Regions from separate parts of the Sus scrofa genome. Here all the other regions are linked to region 3. Evidence: chromatin contacts called from public Hi-C data. All regions are on one chromosome and are shown on one strand. The core of a region is the stretch at or near the end of the contact, and the rest is flanking DNA. Distances in the headings are between cores, read along the strand shown. Region 1 holds the start of LOC110261122 (ankyrin repeat domain-containing protein 34A-like). Region 2 overlaps IFI6 (interferon alpha-inducible protein 6). Region 3 overlaps WASF2 (WAS protein family member 2).

Evidence for each region. A called contact is a pair of places that touch in the nucleus more often than the background predicts.
Region 1: a contact with region 3 is called in a Hi-C map of epiblast stem cells, with 2.3 times the contacts expected there. The contact joins the promoter of LOC110261122 here to the enhancer-like site in region 3. A contact is called at or near these places in 2 of 5 promoter capture datasets (fetal liver and liver), 14 of 47 Hi-C or Micro-C datasets (blood, embryonic fibroblasts, epiblast stem cells and 9 more) and 2 of 2 datasets of contacts at active chromatin or transcription factors (alveolar macrophages and skeletal muscle).
Region 2: a Hi-C map of mesenteric adipose tissue shows a contact between it and region 3, with 1.8 times the contacts expected there. The contact joins two enhancer-like sites. A contact is called at or near these places in 5 of 47 Hi-C or Micro-C datasets (epiblast stem cells, fetal heart ventricle, mesenteric adipose tissue and 2 more) and 2 of 2 datasets of contacts at active chromatin or transcription factors (alveolar macrophages and skeletal muscle).

What each region holds. Positions count from the first base shown.
Region 1 is chr6:84,801,091-84,804,558 of Sscrofa11.1, reverse strand. LOC110261122 (ankyrin repeat domain-containing protein 34A-like) reads left to right here and starts at 2,052. Exons shown (of 4, transcript XM_021095643.1): 1 at 2,052-2,087; 2 at 2,768-2,865. The coding sequence starts at 2,072.
Region 2 is chr6:84,851,199-84,854,593 of Sscrofa11.1, reverse strand. IFI6 (interferon alpha-inducible protein 6) reads left to right here. Exons shown (of 5, transcript XM_021095660.1): 5 at 1,563-1,812. The coding sequence ends at 1,669. Among named protein-coding and RNA genes, the nearest start is that of IFI6, 5.2 kb to the left of the region's middle. Within about 2 kb of position 1,678, at least 29 of the 83 cell types and tissues checked have an H3K27ac peak or open chromatin away from gene starts, as enhancers often do. A contact at or near this core is called in mesenteric adipose tissue, skeletal muscle and subcutaneous adipose tissue, where this site is marked.
Region 3 is chr6:84,633,747-84,637,158 of Sscrofa11.1, reverse strand. It overlaps WASF2 (WAS protein family member 2), which reads left to right. Exons shown (of 9, transcript NM_001258444.1): 3 at 1,400-1,534; 4 at 2,058-2,211. Among named protein-coding and RNA genes, the nearest start is that of GPR3, 25 kb to the right of the region's middle. Within about 2 kb of position 1,983, at least 35 of the 83 cell types and tissues checked have an H3K27ac peak or open chromatin away from gene starts, as enhancers often do. A contact at or near this core is called in epiblast stem cells, fetal skeletal muscle, mesenteric adipose tissue and 2 more, where this site is marked.

The DNA.
Region 1 (3,468 bases), core at 803-3,302, 170 kb before region 3:
TGGCCTAGGTGGGGCCTTCATGCCCTGGGGCACAGCCTAATAGGTAAGGATGTGGTAAGGGGGTAAAAGAAAGGGGAACCTGGGCTTCTTTGCCTGCCTTCCCCAACATCAAAGCCTCACCGGTGGGGGACCAGCTGGGGCAAGATGCCAAAGCCTCATCTACTTGTGATAACTTCAGACTTAGGCTTTAGAGCTGCGAAGGGCCTCTAATGACTTTAACCACTGCTTTCATTAATATCTGACCTCACGATTGTTCCCATTCAATGAAGAAATCTTTGAACCCAGGGCTTGCCTGCAAGGAGAAGCAGCTCCTAAGTGGGGGCCTCTGCTGCTGGCCATGCCAGGCCCATAAAGCCAGATCAATCGGTGTTCTATGTAGAGTCCTAGACCATTCCCATTGCTGCTGTGCCCCCCCCCTTGTTCCTGCAAAAGGCCAATAGAAAATGTCCCCCAGGTTCTCTTTTGTCCTCTGAGAGTTTCAGACTGTCCTAGAGGAGGGGCTTGGGAGGTGTGGAGGTGAAGGGAAGGTGGTGGCAGGGAGCTGCAGTTGGCACAATGACACCACCTGCCTTTGTCACACACTGGCCATCACCTCGCATCACCCTGCAGGGCCAAAGGAAGAGTCAGAAACAGGTGGGCCAAGGACAAAGGCACTGCTGAAGGAACTTCAGACATGGGGCAAGACAGAAACAGCCAGCAGACACTGGGCAAAGGACTGTCAGACACACAGATGAAGTGTGTGTAGTGCAGAAATGGGACCAGCACAGGACCAGTCAGGGCCGGTGTTGGTAGACACTGAGGACAGGACAGTGACCATGCATTATTCATATCCTTGTCCCCTGTGAGCCTTGCACACCTCAGTTAACATTGGTTGAATTGAGGTGCCAAAGGAGGACACACAGGCACTGAGAGAGAAGGTCAGATGGAGACCTGGGGAGTCACAGCTCCCTGCCATGGCCCAGAGGGTAAGCAGTGGGCTTTGCAATCAAACACACCCTGGTCTGGCTGGGCTCTCCCACTTCTTCAGTGCCCTCATCTCTAAAATGGAAATGATAACAGTACCATTTTGCCAGGTCTTTGCAGGACTCAAGGGCCCTGCCGTGTGCAATAAATGGCAGCAGCAGTTCTTCCTGAGCTGTCCAGCTACTTCCCCTTGGTAACCAGGCCCTGGCAGTGCACATTCCCATCTGTGGGGATAGGCCAGGCAGGGGGCCAGGAGCCAGGGGCTGGATAACAGATGTGACCTGAAGAGGAGGTAGGTGAAAGTGCTGAGTCCAGCCCCCTGGGCACAGCAGGAGCTCTGAACTGTTGAATCTGAATTTTGTTTCCTGACACAAGGAAAAAACTCAGTCGAATTTAGGGAGGCAAAGCCCGTGTGTGTGTGCATGCGTGTGTGTGTGTGTGTGTGTGTGTGTGTGTGTGTTCTGTGGATTGGTGTGTGTATGTGTGTTCTGTGGATCATCCAGGACTTTTGTGCCCTTGCCGCCCTTGGACTGCCAGAAAGACTGGGCTTTGGTGGGCGGCGCTAAACCCAGAGCTCAGAACTTGAGTTCATGTCACTGAGGAGGAGATGCTGGTGGGCTTTGAGGTTTCTGAAGCAGGTCTCTCGCCATAAACCTTTGCGCTTGACTCAATAGGAAATCTTTTCAGAAAGGAAGAACGCCCCCAAATTCAGGGAGCTGGCCCTCTCCTCTCTCTTCTTCCCCTCCCATTTAATTGGGACGCCCCAGAAAGTCGCAGGCCCTTTAGCTAATCCCTCGATTCCCCATTCTACGCTCATTCTATTCGCAGACCCCGCCCCTTCGCTGCCGCCCGCAACCTCCGCTCGAGCCAGAGCCCCTGCGGGGGACGAGGCACGCGGGAAATGTTCCCAACCATTGAGGAAGACCAGCAGCCCTTGGTAAAAGAGAACATGCCCCCGCGGGAGGGGCCCAGGCGCTGTGTCCCTCTGGGGTCCCGGCCGCGCCGTCGGAGCAGCGGGCGCCGCCCCGCCCGCCTCGCGCGCCGAGCGGCCGAGGCGGGGACTACAAGTCCCGGCGTGCCGCGCGCGCGCTCCCCCCTGGGGTTCCGGATGGTGAGCGGCGAAGGTAAGGCGAGCTCGCAGAGGCAGCGGCGGCGGCGGCGGAGACGGAGAGAGGCAGGCAGGCAGGGCGAGGGCGAGAGACGGAGGGAGGGAGCGAGCGAGCGAGGCAGACCAGACAGACAGACAGGCGGGCGGGCGGGCGGGCAGAGCGAGCCACCCGCCAGGCTGCGCTCAGCCCCGCTCGCAGCGGAGAGAGCAGAAGGCAGGAGGAGGGAGGGGAGGAGGGGGAGGGAGGGAGAGAGGGAATCCAGCTACCACCACCCAAAGCCAGCGTCTGCTTTCTGTCCTCATTTCCTTTTCCCACCCAGCTCTGAGAGCAGAGAAAGGCAGAGGGAGCGAGAGATAGAGACAGTCAGACAGACAGACAGACAGCCGGAGAGAGCGGGAGGGAGGAGGGCGGAGGAGAGGAGCAGGAGCAGGAGGAGGACTACGCGGGGCGCGTTCCCTCCCAGGTTTGCAATTGGGGGAGTGGGGGCGGGGGTGTCCAGGGCTGTGAGAGTGTGTGCACGGTGGGGGGAGCGAGGGGGGCGCAGAGAGAGCGAAGGAGTGATCGAGGTGGGGGGCGCCGCGGGAGCGGGGGGCCGTGTCCAGCGGAGTTAGCGGCGGAGAATGTGAGCCGAGGCGCGAGCCATGCTGTCAGCAACGGCGGGCGGCTCAGGGCTCCTCCACGACTCCTCTCCCCAGCAGCCGGGCGCCCGCGTCGCCGCCGCCGCCGGAAGACAGACGCCCCCCAAAGCCCTTCGCCTGGCTCGGACCCACGGAGCCGGCAGACCAGCACTCCGGTGAGTGGCGCCTCCTCCCCACCCTAGACCCCCGCTGGGGACCGTCCGGCCGGGCTCTTTTGTGCAGCGCACCGGGGGGGCCCCGCGCCCCCTCTGCGTGCCCCGGTCCGGTCCGCCGGACCCCGTGGCTGCGGTGCCCGCGGTGCGATCGGTCTTTGTTTCCACCGGGGCCCGCGGCTCGGCTGGGCTCGGCTCGAAGCCTGGCAGGCAGCGCCGGGAAGGGGGAGGGGGAGGTGGACGAGAAGGGGGGGCAGGGAGGGGGGGTTCTCGGGTTTCCTGGCCGCCCCGCGGCTCCCCCGGCTCGGGGGCGAGGTGCGCGCCCAGCGCTGCCGCGCGCCCCCTCCTCCTCCCCCTCCCTCCGTCTTTGGATTTAAAACTGCAATTTGCTCTCCAGCTTGCTGAGAATGGGGCGGGGGGGGGAATGAAGGGGGGACCGTGGGAGCGGAGAACAAGGCTGGATTTTAGGAACCGCGCTGGGAAAGGGGGAGACTGCGGAGGGAGGAGCACCTCCCCTCCAACCCCCAAATCCCAAGGTTCCGTTGGTGCTCTGGGAGTTGAGGGGCGGGGACCTAATGACCCGGAGGGGGTGTGGGGTGGAGGAGG
Region 2 (3,395 bases), core at 429-2,928, 220 kb before region 3:
TTTTTTTTTTTTTTTTTTTTGTCTTTTTGCCTTTTCTAGCGCCGCTCCTGCAACATATGGAGATTCCCAGGCTAGGTGTCTAATCGGAGTTGTTAGCCACAGCCACAGCAATGCCAGATCTGAGCATCGTCTGTGACATATACCACAGCTCACGGCAATGCCGGATCCTTAACCCACTGAGCAAGGCCAGGGATCGAACCCACAACCTCATGGTTCCTAGTGGGATTCGTTAACCACTGCGCCACGAGGGGAACTCCCTCAAGCTAACATTTTAGGAATCTTCTCAACCTCAGAGACCCAGAGTGGCAAAGAAATGTGGTGAAGCAACCCAATTCAATCTCACACTAAGTCTGGTCTTGCATTTTCTTGAACATCATGAAGGAGACAGATACAGAGCACAGAATGGTGCTTCCAGAAAACATGCATTCATTTCCCCCCTCCTGCTCCCTCTCCCTCTCTCTGAGGCCTCCAAAATCTTAGAGAAAAACTACCCCTGCCAAACTGCCCCTCTGCCTTTCTGAATGCTTCATCTTCTCTCTGAATCACAAAACCCCAAAGAATAAGCCCCAAAGGAAGACAAAGCCCTTCTCAGAGAGGGCAGAGTCAGCAGTGGGAGGCGAAGGATGAAGGCCAAGCTAGAAACAGTCCTGTGCTATGAGATAGTTATCCTCTCACATGTCACAGGGTTGGTACAAGGACGAAATATCTTGCTTGCAACCCCCCAGCACCCACAGGGAGGTCTCCATAAAGGAGGCTGTTAGCATTGCTAATAACGCAGTGCGGACAGGAAGAGAATGAGCTCTTATTTTTTTCCTTCTTTTCTTTCTTTCCTCCTTCCTTCTTTCTTCCTTCCTTCCTCCAGCACCTGCAGTGTATGGAGATTCCCAGGCTAGGAGTCAAAATGGAGCCCAGCTGCTGGCCTACATCACACCTCTGGATCCGAGCCACATCTGCAGGCAACTCCAGATCCTTAACCCACTGAGCGAGGTCAGGGAATGAACCCTCATCCTCACAGCCACATGTTGGGTCCTCAACCTGCTGAGCCGCTGGGAACTCTGTGTCTTTTTCATCTCTAAAAAGGAGTTCCCATCGCGGCACAGTGGTTAACAAATCCAACTAGGAACCATGAGGTTGTAGGTTCGATCCCTGGCCTTGCTCAGTGGGTTAAGGATCCGGCATTGCTGTGAGCTGGAGTGTAGGTTGCAAATGTGGCTCGGATCCCACATTGCTGTGGCTCTGGCATAGGCTGGCAACTACAGCTCCGATTAGACCCCTAGCCTGGGAACCTCTATATGCTGCTGGAGAGGCCCTGGAAAAAGCAAAAAGACAAAAAAATAAATAAAAAATAAAAATAAAAAAGCAGCTCTGATTTGAGAAGGCAAGTTAGTGGGGGCAGGGGTTCAGCGGTGAGGAGTAGGACTCCCTTTGCAGAAGGCTTCTCCCCTCTAGGGCCTCTCTTTCTCTATCTGGAAATGAAAAGTTTGAACTTAATATTTCCAGACCCTTGGATTCTCAGGCCTGGTGCCTGGACCCCAAGTGACCTGGCTGCATTTGTTTTACAGGGGCTGGCGGTGGCAGTGCCCTCATGGGCAAAGTTGGGGCCTTTCTGGGCTATACTGTCAGCAAGCAACTCGAAAGCAGAGGGGAGAAGACAGAGGATGAGCAGTAGCCAGCGGCTCCCTGGAAGCCCCTCCCTCCCCGTGCTCCTCCTCCTTTTTCCAGCTGTGGTTGAGCTTCCTCTGTCATACTTGGCAATGATCTAGGTCAAAAAACAAAACCAAGCAAAACAGAATAAACTTCTCTCAGAAAACACTCTGTCCTGCTGGGAGTCGCCTTTGCTATGAGAAGCCCAACGAGATCTGGCTCTGGTCTGCCTCCTCCACACTCCCGACCCCGCTTTCCCCCTAAAGCGCATCATACCTCCTGGAGCACAACCAGCTGATCTGGTCTCTGGGCCTTGGTGTGTTTGGTGCTCCAGGCCTCGAATGTCCTTAAGGACGCGCATAACCCAGCTCAGAGATCCCCTCCTCCTCCTGCCTCCCCCCCACACCCCGTCCCAGCATGAACGCTCAGGCTCCATTTCACAGGGGGCCTATTCTTGGTGATAGAAGCTTCCAGCTACTTCTCTGATTAGGCAGAGATGGAGAAGCCAGCTCTCTGTTCTCTGAAGAAGCACTCAAGTAGCCTCCCTCAGATGGAGAATATAAGGCCAGGTCTTTGCTTTGGGGAAAGCGTGTAATGGCAGCTTTGAGGGGACATGGCACAGCCTCCCTGCCCTTAGACAATTCTGGGGGCAGCGTGGACAGTTTGCCTCTGGAGCCTGCACGCCTTCTGAGGGGGAAGAGAAGGCCTACCCAAGCCCCTGGTAGGACCTGAGCTTTGGGAGGCCTGGCCAGTGAAGCAGAGGGCCAGGACCTTGGCGGGGGAAGGGCAAAGAGGCCCTGGAAGTCATTTGGCGGTAACATCAGCCTGGTTCTAGTCCTAGTGGAGAGAGAGTGAGACTCGTGCTGTGGTTCTGGTCTGTAAAGGGTGCGCCAGCCTCAATGCCAGTTTCCCAGGGAGTCTGCACCGGGGATGGGCTGCGTGTGAGCCACAAAAGCTGGTCACAAAAGGCCCAAGCCAGCTGTCCTCAGGCCCACTGCCCCCTAGTCCCACTTGTAATCCAGAATTTCTTCTTTGACGACAAATGTGGGAGGTGGAGGTGGGTAAGAGGCTCCATCCTGCTTTTGTTCCTGCCCCCGGGTCCAGATGGCAGTTGTGTGCCTCGGCTGACTTGCTGCAGGTCCCCAGAGAAGTGCTGTTTGTGGAAGCGGAGCACGGATGGTGGAGGCACCATCGGCACCTCGACCACTGTCTCCACAGCTTGGGTCCAAGAAGGGAAGCTGAGCTGTGTCCCCTGCCCTGACCATCACCATAGGACCTCAGCCGAGTCCTGCCTCACTTAGGGCCATCCACGGTGGGGCAGAGAGGCTCCTTCTGCCCTCAGAGGATGCGGGGTCTCAAGCAGCACTCTCTCCATGCCTAGTAATTGCACCCCAGCTTTTCTATAAAGTTGATATCCCAGAGGCAGAAATGTGAATCCCTCAGCTCCTTCGGGAAGGCACTACATCTAATTCATCTCCCCTCCCCAGCACCTGGCACAGGCCTGGCACACAGTAGGTGCTCAATGTATGTGGTAGACCTGAACCTGAGGTCAGTCCCCTCCCTTCAACCTGTCCCTTCATATTCCCCAAACTTCATGGAAAAGAGCAACTGGACCACTTGTTCTTTTCCTGGGGGACCCTTGATAATATCAGTCTGTCCCTGTCATGCAGACCTGGGAGAGAGGGACCTGAACCCTCTTTAACAGTGAGGTCAAGTACAACGCAGTGAGGTCAAGGGCCCTACCCTTCTAG
Region 3 (3,412 bases), core at 734-3,233:
CCCGGTGCAGTGGGTTAAGAATCTGGCGTTGCTGCAGCTGTGGTATAGGTCACATCTCCAGCTCAGATTTGATCCCTGGCCCAAGAACTTCCATATGCCATGGGTGCGGCTGAATAAGAAAAGAAAAGAAATGCAGCCTGTTAGCCAATTTGAGTCCTTTGGGTTGAGCTTCCCGTGGTTGCTGAGATCACAAAACCATTCGGTATGCAAAGACTTGCTTCTTTGATTAGAAACTTCTTATTGATTAAGTTTACTAGCAATTCAAAATATGCTGTTGATTGTCTTATCCTTCCTCTCTAGGTTACACTAGAAAGGTAAGTGAGCTACAGTTCACCCAGAAAATGCAGTTTTGGCCTTTTGGACTAATTTTTTTCCTTTCAAGTGTAGACTAAGCATAAATGTAGTTTTGAAGCTGAAAAATCAAAGCCTCCTTTGAATAGTTGTCAGAGAAATGATCTTTTGGTTGGACATAGTCACATATGCCTGCGTTCACCTTGCAAGTAAGATACTCAGATGGTGTATTTATTCGTATGCACCACTTCTCATTCCTAGCAAGAATGTGCTCTGTGGCTTGGAATGACAATATGGAGGTAGTGTCAGATTGCTGTTATGTTTCTTTGGCTGCAGATTCTCCTTGCATTCCAGGGTTGAAAGTACAGAACTCTTTTCTTTTTCAAAAAAACAAGACATTGTGGAAAGAGACCACTGGTATGTTGTTTTTCAGGGAGAGCTTGAATGTTTCAGCTTTCCACTTGTTCCCTGAGATGTAGATTTGAAGGATTATAACCTAAAGCAAAGACTTTCAAAGTTACAGGTTATAAAAACATGAAATAACCTTTTAACCCCTGAGAAGAAATTATACGTCTCTATTATGAGTTGTTACTAAGTTAAAGACCTCCCCAAAATACAGTATCTCATCATGGTTGTTCAGCATACTTTTGGGGCTCCCTTGAGGATGTAATTTCTTATTTTTCATGTTAATTGTGAACATCTAGAAGGTCCTTTTAACTCCCAATCTGTTTTCCAGAACCATTTTTACAAGGTGCTTTTACAGAGCAGCAAAGGGCTAAGGCTATAGGCAAATGTGTAGGTGTACTATCCACGCTTCTAGGATTAGTTTTTTTGTTTTAAACTTTTGATTTTATTCCGCCTGCCTTGAGTTTTGTAACAGCCAGAGTTTGCCAGGAAGACTCTATTAGCTATAGAACACATGCAAACTGCCCAGGCTCTGGAGGGTATGTTTCTGTCTCCAAGGGCAAGCTCTGCATGTAGCCTGAACCATCTTAGGGGAGTGGGGGATGGTGTTTGGGAGGTGGGGAGTACATTCTTCAGTAACCAGTTTTTCTGACCATTTATGTCACTTTTATGCACCAGTGACTTGGTTTCTTTGCTCTCTCAGGTAAATATGCCGAGGACATTTTTGGAGAGCTCTTTACTCAGGCAAATACTTTTGCCTCTCGGGTAAGCTCCCTTGCTGAGAGGGTCGACCGCCTACAAGTTAAAGTCACTCAGCTGGATCCCAAGGAAGAAGAAGGTAAGGAAGCTGAGCTCAGCATTTGCAGGCTCTGCTGAGCAGTTGCTTACGATTTTTTTTTCCCCCTGATTTATAAAAAAGTGAGGGGAGAAATCATAGAAACCTATGGAGTTCTTCTTTGAAAAGATACAAGCCTAGGTGGTGTAAAGAAACCTTTGTGTCTCTACCATACCTCCACACACTCCCTTTCTCCCATTCCCCCAATTCCCTCTGTCTCAGATTCCCCTTCCCCCCCGTCGTATTTTGCTACCATAAAAGTACTTGGAAGATTCATTCCTCCTAAGGAGAGGTCTGCTAGAGCTGGCCACATAGTAAACCTTTGTGTTGCCTCATTTTGTTCAGTCGTGAAATGGCTGGGCTGCCGACAGCCTTGTGGGGCTTCCCCAGAAGAGGGGAAAAAAAACCAGGCTGCAGACAGCCGCAGCCAAGAAATGCAGCAGCTGAGGCCTCTCTGCCTGGTGTGACTCAGTGTTTGCTCAAATAGCCTGTCGTCCATTTTCTAATGCCTCCCATCTTCTTTCAGTGTCACTACAAGGAATCAACACCCGAAAGGCCTTCCGAAGCTCTACTGTTCAGGACCAGAAGCTTTTTGACAGAAATTCTCTCCCCATACCTGTCTTGGAAACATACAACACCTGTGATACTCCTCCACCTCTCAACAATCTTACCCCTTACAGGTAACCTGGCGAGCTCCTCCTTTTTTCGGACTGTGGTTAACAACACTAGCTTGTCTTTTTATTCAAAGATGTTGTTTCCAGCAGATTGTTGTATCGAAAAGCTTACTACCTACCCCAGAGTTGCTTGAGGCGGCAGAAGCTGAAATTTACCATATAAACAGTTATTGTTATTGTTTGGTTTCTGAAATTCATAGCAAATATAATATATATTGAAAGTTTGTTATAGCATCGCATGCTGCAGAGTTTAATTTGGTATAAGCCTGGTCCGTCTTGGATTCCATCCAAGGAATTTAGTTATTATAGAACCAAAAGGACTTTGTTACAAGGCAGTCCTATAGCATTCATCCCAGGGGCAACATTCTAGCAGGGCTCCCACTTACTCTGAAACCACTAGATTACCAGATGTTTGGGCGTGTTAGTGGGGCCAGCCTTGTGGACTGGCTGCTCTGGGCCCTGAGGGTCCTTCCAGAGCTTAAGGAGTAATTGGCATTCTTCCAAATGAGTGTCGCTCACTTTGTTTTGAACATCCTTTCAACATTCCCCTCAGAAAAGACCTACAGTGCTGTGGCTGGACTTGAAAAGGGTAGCCTTATAGACAGCTCGCTGCCCCTCCCCTCTGTGGTCTGGTCGTGTTATCATCCTGCGAAAAACCACCACGCAGGGGCAGAAAGCGAATATTTATCTTGCTCACATCCATAAATATCTTTGGAACAGGTAAAAGTAATTACAGATAGCTGGAGGCAGATGTCTTCTGTAAGACACGGGTGTACTGCAGAGTAGAACGTGTGTGTGTGTGTGTGTGTGAAATTCAAGGACACCTGCCTGATCCAGAGATCGGGCATAGGAGCATGGTTGCTTCTCACACAGATACAGAAAAAGTACATGGCATCTCTCCTATAAGATTGTTGCCGTGTGAAATTATGTTTGCCCCTTGGCTCTCGAAGGGGCAGCTGACATAGCAGGGCAGGGATTTGACTCTGTAGCCTCCATCGTTTGCTCTGGTTAGATCAGGGCAGAGGGGTTGGAGGACAGGAAGGGACTATACACCTGACAGTATTGAAGGGAGGGTGATAAGACAAGTTTATTTTCAGTTAATTTCAGGTATTTTCCTTATTAGCATCCTCCTCTTAATTTCCTTGATTTGCCCTAACAGACATGAGGAGTGGTGTGGCCAACTCCAAACAAGAGGTAATATAAAAGT